3 separate regions of the Anas platyrhynchos genome follow, and regions 2 and 3 are each linked to region 1. A link is a contact called in public Hi-C data. All regions are on one chromosome and are shown on one strand. Each heading gives the region's core, a stretch centred on a gene start, on an enhancer-like site or on the middle of the called end of the contact. The rest is flanking DNA. Distances are from core to core; before and after follow the strand shown.

Region 1 (2,700 bases), core at 170-2,669:
TGACTATTTGTAGCATTGGAGGAGCCCCTCTCTGTTCTTTATGCACAGCCAGGTTGCTCATGCTCTACGCTGTAACTCAGGTTATTCATTGCATGGTGAAGGACAGGTACAGAAATTTAGTGTTTGGTGCTACAAAGTAGGTTGTTCATTCTCATTTGGAGGAAAAAAAAAAAAAAAAAGGTAAGCAAGAGGCAGCTGTGTGATCCTGCAGGTGATTTAAAATAAATCCTTATAAGCCTCTGGGTATAAATCCTCACTGACAACACTGCAGAAGTGGTTACGGGGAGAATTAAACAGGGCTTCTCCCTTGGTAAGGTCTCTTTTTGGTGTTTGAGAGAGATTTTAAATTCTTCTTTGTTTTTTGAGTGTTAAAAATGAGTCGTTTCTAGTCCACTGAGATGAAAAGCAAAGATTTGAGTGTAGTAGCAAAGAGGTCTGTAATAGCAGTGACTCTTAAAGTCTCTGCAAAGTTGGACTGACAGCAGATTGGCAACAATTGTCTGATAAAGTCTGCACTATATAATCCCTATTCGTTGCAAAGCCTTTATCTAAATATCCACTTTAAAATATATCCGGAGAAATAGTTGGTAGCTGAAAGTCGCTGAGAATACCCGAGGGGTGGTGGGTGGGGGAATCTTTGTTCTGGTCTGAAATTTGCATGACTTTGCTGCAAATAGATGTAAATAGGCATTGCAATAGAAAATGTTGTTTTATTGTGTTTTATTTACCTTATCTGAGAGAGTGGATGGGAAAATAACTAAATATGGCTAGGAAGAAATTAACAGTTACTGCTGAAAGTGTTTTGTGACATGGAAATAAACTGATGCTCAGAGCTACCTGCAGTTCTTTCCACATGCTGCATCTGTAAAGGTTCCCTAAACTTAACTCTACTTAATGCTCGTGACTTAATAGTGGAAATCATGTTAGTCTGGTGTTTAGGCAGAGATAAAATGATAAGAAAGGATATCAGAAATCCTGGGTTAAAAAGCCAGCTCATCTTTAGGCTAACTAAGCTGAGAATCCTTTTTCCCCACAGTTAGCTATAAGTTAACAGAAGCAGAAATAACATCTCCAATTAGTTACTTGAAAGTATTGTTTTCCCTTCACGTAATGACAAAACCTATTTTTAAGGAACTGCCGTATCCAAGCAGATGCATTGTGTTTTATCTCTCCCCTCAGTAAAGGACCACTTCAGTCCAGTAATAATTTAGAAAATCTCGCTGGAACTCAGGTAGTGACAATGGAAATACATAGAAAAACTGATGGTGGGTGCCCTGGTCATCCTGTTTGACCAGGCTGGAAACACGAGGCGGATTGTTACTTTGGTTCAATTGATGGAGGTCTGGAGAAACACTGTTAGTCCCTTCAGAATCACCCGAGTAATGGACGACTGATCCAGCAGGTGGTGTTACAACTCTGCAGGCATTAGGGATTAACGTGGTTACCATAGGAAGTTATGTAGAACTGCAGAGTTGGTTTGCAAACTTTGCTGACATGCTGCTCAGACAATTCATACCTGGTAAGGTTGGGTTGTTAATGGGTATTGGGGCCTTCCTTCCTAACATCCAAGGTTGAGCTAGCAGTCGATAAAAAACTTGTTGTGTGTCTGCATTGCAGAATCTTCGGCCTCAGGAAAGTCGGACTGTGTTCAGTGGCTCCGTCAGCATCCCATCGATCACGAAGTCCCGCACAGAACCAGGACGATCAATGAGCGCAAGCAGCGGGTTAGCAGCAAGTAAGCAAACAGACCTGTTGGGTTGGGGCTATGCACAAGTGTTTTAGGGAAGTTAGAATTAAAACAGCATTCTTACCCTTGGGACTACTTTGCTGCTGCTTAAGTGTTTTAAATCATTGCCAAGTTGTTCTCAAGTTCCATGGTTACTCTGTTTGTTGCTGACTTGCCTCTCTTGCTGCTGGTGCAGAGGAAGCAGTGGGAAACTGACTGCTGGTATGGAAGTGTTGTGCTGCACTGAATTGGAAACCCTTTTCCTAGTGCTGCCATGCTACCTCATGTGCCAGTCAGCACAGGTCACTGCCACCAGACAAGTGATGAAATAATAGAGCATGTGAAAACAGCCAGCTGCTTGCAGAAAGCACATATGTCTGCTAGAATCTGTATGTGCTGGCGTGACCCTATGCACTCCCTGGGGAGATGCAACTGTAACGAGGCTGCCAGCACAGCAGTTTCTTCAACTGCTGTCTCTTTAGGGACACAGTGACTCTGTCCGTGCTGTGTAAAGCATGCTAACTCTGACACGCCAAGGGAAGAACCAGAGAATCCCTAGGAAAAACTGTGTCTGGCATCAGACGAGATAAAAGCCCACATCAGCTGCAAGCCATGAGCTGAGCATCTTGGGACGTGCTGAAGGAAAGCAGAAACAGCTAGAGGAACAGCTAACAAAATTTCTGGTACCTTGACCAGGCATCTGTAACACAGCTTAATTCCTCTGCGTGTTTTAGGATCATCTGCACAGAATGGCAGCGCGTTGCGGAGGGAATTCTCAGGAGGTAGCTATGGAGCAAAGCGACAGCCGATGGCATCGCCCTCAGACGGCTCCTTGTCCTCTGGTGGCCTGGACCAGGGCAGTGACGCACCGACAAGGGACTATGAGCGAGAGGTGAGTGACAGGATAAAGAGGAGAAAATCAAAGCATGTTGATAAGGATGAGGAAGTTAAATTATGTCAGGGGTTTGGGTGGT
Region 2 (2,700 bases), core at 167-2,666, 140 kb after region 1:
CACTGTCACACGCAGTCTCTGGACTCCTTGGCCAAACCATCTCCTCAGGCAGTCACAGCGTGAGCAGTTTAATTGTGTGACATTGCCAGGGTACCTGCTGTGCACAGGCTGTGCCTCGTCCTCCTGCCCACACCTCAGAGATGAATTACCAAAGGGGCCCCGAGGAGCCCTGAGTGCCTTTTAGCAGTTTGCAGGGCTGCTTGTGAGGAGCACACGGTCAGCACTGAGGGTTTGTTTGCCTTTGTGGTTTCAGAACAGCTACCTGATCCGGCTGAAGGGTATCCGTGCCACCCTGGAGACATCCCCCTTCTTCAAGTGCCATGAGGTAACGCTCACGTTCCCTTCCTCAGGTGCCATGTAGGTAGATCTGACTGCTTTAACCCCAGCTTGTTCAGGGAGGAGTCAAATTCAGAGGTTGTAAATTTCTTCAGTTTTGAATTTATTCTTATATTTCCATACCTGTTTATCTAATACTGACAGCAGGTGACTGAAATAGTGTTCATGCATCTGACACGGGCTCAGATCTAATGGAAATCAATGTTCATACAAATTAAAAGTGATGTCAAAGGAATTCGATCTGCTTATGGTTTTATATGACTGGAAATAAATCCTGGTTTAAAAATAGGTCTTCTTGGGAGAAATTCCTGCCTGAATGCACAGGTCAGGTATCATTTGGCTGCCAGTTTCTCCATGCCATTTCATCTACCTGGCAAACTGCAGAGTGCATTTCCTTGGCACATGTTGTCATACGGGCAGGAATAATGCCTAGCTCAACGTGTTGGGAGTCGCTGCTCCCCCTGCCCAGCAGAGCTGTGCTGCCCCTCTGATGGACCTTGATGAATGCCTCCCCCCAGCAGTGCCTGCATGGCAATGGGAAAACCCAGGGAAATGTCACAGCTGAGTGTTTTGGGTCAGTTCAATGACAGAAACAAAATGCTCCCTGGAGTGAAGTGCCAAAGAGTTCATTTGAAAATGCAGGAACAAAACAGCCTTTTCAAAGAGGCTTTGAAAGGAGTTTCCAATCCTTAAAAATTGTAAAGAAGAGGCTTTGACTTTCCACCAAACTTCAAGATGAAGCATAGCAGGAGGGCTGCCAGGCCCTTCACGTCTCCCCGTGTGGGTTGGGGCTCCTCTAAGCAGCTGCAAGAGAACTTGGTGAGTCAGGCCAGGCAAGCAAAGAACGTCAGCAAAAGGCTTTTCCTTAAAATGCTGTATCCTGGCCAAGAGAGGGCTCTAAGAGCTTAGGAGAAGAGCTGAAGATAAGCATTTCTGGGAAATAATGCATGTTGCTGGAACTTGGAGATTTTCCCAATGCACTGGAGGAGGAAGTCTCCTTGAAAATGTGAATACATCGCAAACAGCACACGCATCCAGCTTAAAACCCTTGTCTAAAGGCAAACCCCAGTGACAGGACGGACATGGGAGTCCCTGGTGGCACTCAGTGCTGCTGCCTCGAAGGGCTGATGCCAGCAGGATGTCCCCAGAGCTGTGCTCCTCCTCTGGTCTGCCCAGGTTGTGGTGTGCGACCTGTTTCCAGGTATCTGCACAGCATGGTGTGTGTGCTGAGGCCATTGCGCTTTGCACACCTGAAGTCCCCGTATGTGACACGAGCATGTGGGCTCACAGTCCACCAAATCTGTGCACATCCAGACGATGCGCTTCACCTTCACAGATGAAAATACCTGCAGGCTTTCCTGGGGTTTGTGGCTGGAAGGCCAGTCAGTAAGAGTGAACCCTCCAAAGTAGCAGAAGGAATTTGTGGAAGAGGAAATTTGTGTCTGGTCACCCCCATAACGTGTGTGCAGAGCACTGTAAAAGCCAGGATGCTCTAGGGGGAGATCTGGGTGCTATCAAATGATGTTTCAGGCAGCAGTTTGTAAGTACCTCGTCCTTGGAGCATACCTGTTCCTACAGCGATGCCTGCAGAGTTGGTGGGTGTGAATGGTGCTAACCAGCCACCAAGAGCCAGCTTTGGAAAACCTTCAGTCAGGAGGCTGGGATTCATCTCACTCCTTCCCCAGGAACCTTGACTCAGTTTCCGCAATCACATCTGTACCTTTTGTGCCTGTGTTTTGCTGACCTTTTTCTTCTGCCAGAAGCGGGGAATTGTATGAATAAATCAGCCGGTCTGAATGCCTGATTTGCATGGGCAAACACTGCTGGCAAAGCACTGATCTTGCTTTTGCTCATGCAAAATCTCGGCATAACCTCTTGCAAACACAGCTCTAGGTGAGGTGTCAGAGCTGGGTTTGATGTGAAGCAGGTGCACAACTAACTGACCCCCTGTCTCCGCAGGTGATCGGGAGCTCCCTCCTCTTCATTCACGACAAAAAGGAGCAAGCCAAAGTCTGGATGATTGACTTTGGGAAAACCACCCCGCTGCCAGAGGGACAAGTTCTGCAGCACAACGTGCCCTGGGTGGAAGGGAACAGAGAGGATGGCTACCTCTGGGGACTGGACAATCTCATCCAGATCCTGACAGAGTTGTCCCAGAAGGAGGACTCGCATTAAAGCCATGCGTCCGACTCTGCCACTACCCCCAACCTGTTCCCAACTGACTCTTCTGAACTGCACTACAAGACACTTTCCAACCCTTGCCCTTCCCATTTTAAAGCTATTCTCTCCCTATTTAAGGTGGTTTTGTTGTGTTGTTTTGTTTTTTTAATTCCACATGTAAATACAGAGCTAACCTTCCAGAAC
Region 3 (2,721 bases), core at 159-2,658, 210 kb after region 1:
AAGGGGGACGTGTTGTGATCCACGTGTCGCACTTGAGTGACAAAGGTGTGACAAAGGCAAGCCATCTGAGACCGTTAGATTTACGGCAGGGGCTAGCAGGACCTGGCAAATATTTGTGGCAAACACCACAAATCAGGATGACAGTTTGTCTACAGAGGAAATTATGTTTTAATAAAGTTAGAATAATAACGGTGTAATTCTTTGTGTAGGCATTCCTGTTTCAGAAAGACTTACACTGGTTATAACCATACAGACTCCAGTACACCACTTCTCAAAATGAGGTAAAATACACAGAGCTGCTCACCTGATCCTTTCAAGCACTGTTTGAACACGTTACTAAAGAGCCACCTACCCCCTTGTAAAAAGAAAATCCACCCAAACCCATGTTGTATAGTGTTGATTTAGCGGCTTTACTTCACAACAACAACAACAAAGGCTAAACTTTGAACAGCCATTTGTTCCTGTCACTTTTTTTTTGCATGCTTTCATGTTTCCATGCCTGCGAATGTCTGTGCGTGGCTCCGTAGGCCACCTCATGATATTTTACAGATCCCTGCTGGTCTCTAGGATGCAGGTTGTATAGAAGCACTTTATTATTTAGAAAGTGCTGCCCTGCTTTAGGAGTGGAAGCAGCCCCAGAAGGCAGAAACACTAACAAGAAGCCCTATCTCCGTTTCTGGTACTCTGTAAATAAACACTGTATAAACAGAAGGGTATATTCAGAGGAACTGGACAGTCTCACGGAAGAACAATTTCCCCTGGGGACACTACGCAGGAAACCCAAATCTTAGGGGGCTGGGAGGCGTTTGGGGGAGCAGGCCCTGCTACTGGCACACTGTGCGAGTGGGGAGCTGGGTTAAACAACCCACTGCCTTGACTCGGGACCTTTGTGTGTGCGTGGCTTGCTGTGAGGCTGCATTTGTTGGGGGGAGACCCTGGGGCTGCGTGTGGGGACCTGCCCCTGCTGAGGGGCGCCATGAGGGCAGTTGAGGTGCAGTGAGGCTGAGGCAGCTGTGAGGGAACTGGGTGCCGTGCAGGCTGTGCGGTGTTCGTGTGGTGCTTCACGGACCAGATGTGCCCGGCTGCGGGCTCGCAGCTCCACCTAGCGCACTCAGCGAGCTGGTGGCGGAGGAAGAGCCGAGCGAAGGCGGCCGCCTCACAGCCGCCGCCTCACAGCGTCCCCTCAGCCCCCCCCCCTCCTCCCGCCATGCTGAGGGGCGGGGCCGCGCCGCGCTCCCGCCGCGTGCCCGCGCCTGCCCGCCCCCGCCCCCTCCCCTCAGGCGGCGAGGCGGAAGGTTCGAGGCGCTGCCAGGCGCGGCGCGACGCCTGCCGAGCGGTCGATCCGGCCGGGCCCCGGCTCGGCTGCGCTGCGCTGCGGGGCGCTGCGCTCGGCGCTCGGCTCGCGGTGCCTGGCGCAGGGGCGGCCGTGAGGCGGCGGGAGGCAGCGGCTGCGGGCGGCAGGGGCAGGGGCAGGGCAGGGATGGCGGAGCCGTCGGAGAAGCCGTACCGCGCTGAGTACGCCAAGAGCGGCCGCGCCTCCTGCAAGAAGTGCGGCGAGAGCATCGCCAAGGACTCGCTGCGCCTCGCCCTCATGGTGCAGGTACCGCACGGCACGGCCCGGGGGCAGCGGGGCCGGGGGGGCCGGGGGGGCCGGGGGCTGGGCCCGGGTCCCTCAGGGGGTCCCTCACGGAGCCGCCTCAGGGGCTCCTCCCCGGGCCCCGCGCCCCCTGCTCCCCTCCTCTCCCCCCGTGCCCTCGCTGCGCTTCTCCGCTCCCCATCCCTGTATTTAATTATTTATTTATTTATTTATTTATTTATTTATTTGTTTATTTATTTATTTTGACTTTCTGTGCCTCGCTGCGGAGCGCAGCGCCAGGCGCAGGGCCCGTGCTCCAGCAGGGCGCTGTGTGCGGGCCGTTTTTCTTCTCTCCCGGGGAACCCCCTGCGGGCGGCCACGTGTGAGGTTTCCGCAGAGAGCGCAGGGGGGTTAAAAGGAGACTCAGGGCACGCCACCAGCTGGGTGCCGTTTCTGCTGCATCTGCTCTTTTCCTTTGGATTGCTGTCTGAGGAACTCTGCGTGGAAGCCTGACTTCCACTGTTTGGCATGCTGTGGGCACCCAGGTCTTCCAGCAGCATCATGACTTGGACTTTTGTTTCCACCTGGAACTTGGCAGTTTGTTATCTATACGTGCAGCCAGAAAGCAAATTGGTCTCCCTTTTGTTTTTTCATACTTTATTTAAGAAACTGTGGTAGACAGAGGTGTGCTGGGAGAAATTCCATAAACCTAAGTCTAGCTTGCCTGGAGGCTGCCCAGGGAAGTGGTGGAGTCACCATCCCTGGAAGTCTTTAAAAGCCGTTTAGATGTAGAGCTTAGGGATATGGTTTAGTGGGGACTGTTAGTGTTAGGTTAGAGGTTGGACTCGATGATCTTGAGGTCTCTTCCAACCTAGAAATTCTGTGATTCTGTGAGGTTCCATTGCCTGCACGGAGAGAAGTCACACTTTAGGTGCGCAGCTCAAGTGGTGAAGGAGATCTGCCCCCTTCTGTGTACCCTGCCGGCTGGTGCCCCTAAAGCCTTCATGCTAGGGACAGAGCCATGAGCAGTTCTCCAGTAAAACACCAAACATGAGCTCGTAGCTCAGGAGCGTGTGACTGAGTGCCGGAGGTGTGTGTGACTTCCAGGAATGTTGAGAGCAACCCCAGTGTGGCAGCTGTGTGGC

What was found. A called contact is a pair of places that touch in the nucleus more often than the background predicts.
Region 2: a Hi-C map of F5 follicle shows a contact between it and region 1, with 3 times the contacts expected there. The contact joins two enhancer-like sites. A contact is called at or near these places in 2 of 8 Hi-C or Micro-C datasets (F5 follicle and liver).
Region 3: a Hi-C map of subcutaneous adipose tissue shows a contact between it and region 1, with 2.5 times the contacts expected there. The contact joins the promoter of PARP1 here to the enhancer-like site in region 1. A contact is called at or near these places in 2 of 8 Hi-C or Micro-C datasets (liver and subcutaneous adipose tissue).

What each region holds. Positions count from the first base shown.
Region 1 is chr3:19,867,377-19,870,076 of IASCAAS_PekinDuck_T2T, forward strand. It overlaps CDC42BPA (CDC42 binding protein kinase alpha), which reads left to right. Exons shown (of 37, transcript XM_072035491.1): 35 at 1,618-1,735; 36 at 2,461-2,618. Among named protein-coding and RNA genes, the nearest start is that of COQ8A, 46 kb to the right of the region's middle. Within about 2 kb of position 1,420, at least 1 of the 8 cell types and tissues checked has an H3K27ac peak or open chromatin away from gene starts, as enhancers often do. A contact at or near this core is called in subcutaneous adipose tissue, where this site is marked.
Region 2 is chr3:20,010,540-20,013,239 of IASCAAS_PekinDuck_T2T, forward strand. ITPKB (inositol-trisphosphate 3-kinase B) reads left to right here. Exons shown (of 8, transcript XM_027453678.3): 7 at 254-325; 8 at 2,296-2,700. The coding sequence ends at 2,511. Among named protein-coding and RNA genes, the nearest start is that of STUM, 44 kb to the right of the region's middle. Within about 2 kb of position 1,417, at least 1 of the 8 cell types and tissues checked has an H3K27ac peak or open chromatin away from gene starts, as enhancers often do.
Region 3 is chr3:20,080,084-20,082,804 of IASCAAS_PekinDuck_T2T, forward strand. It overlaps PARP1 (poly(ADP-ribose) polymerase 1), which reads left to right and starts at 1,409. Exons shown (of 23, transcript XM_038177158.2): 1 at 1,409-1,600. The coding sequence starts at 1,481.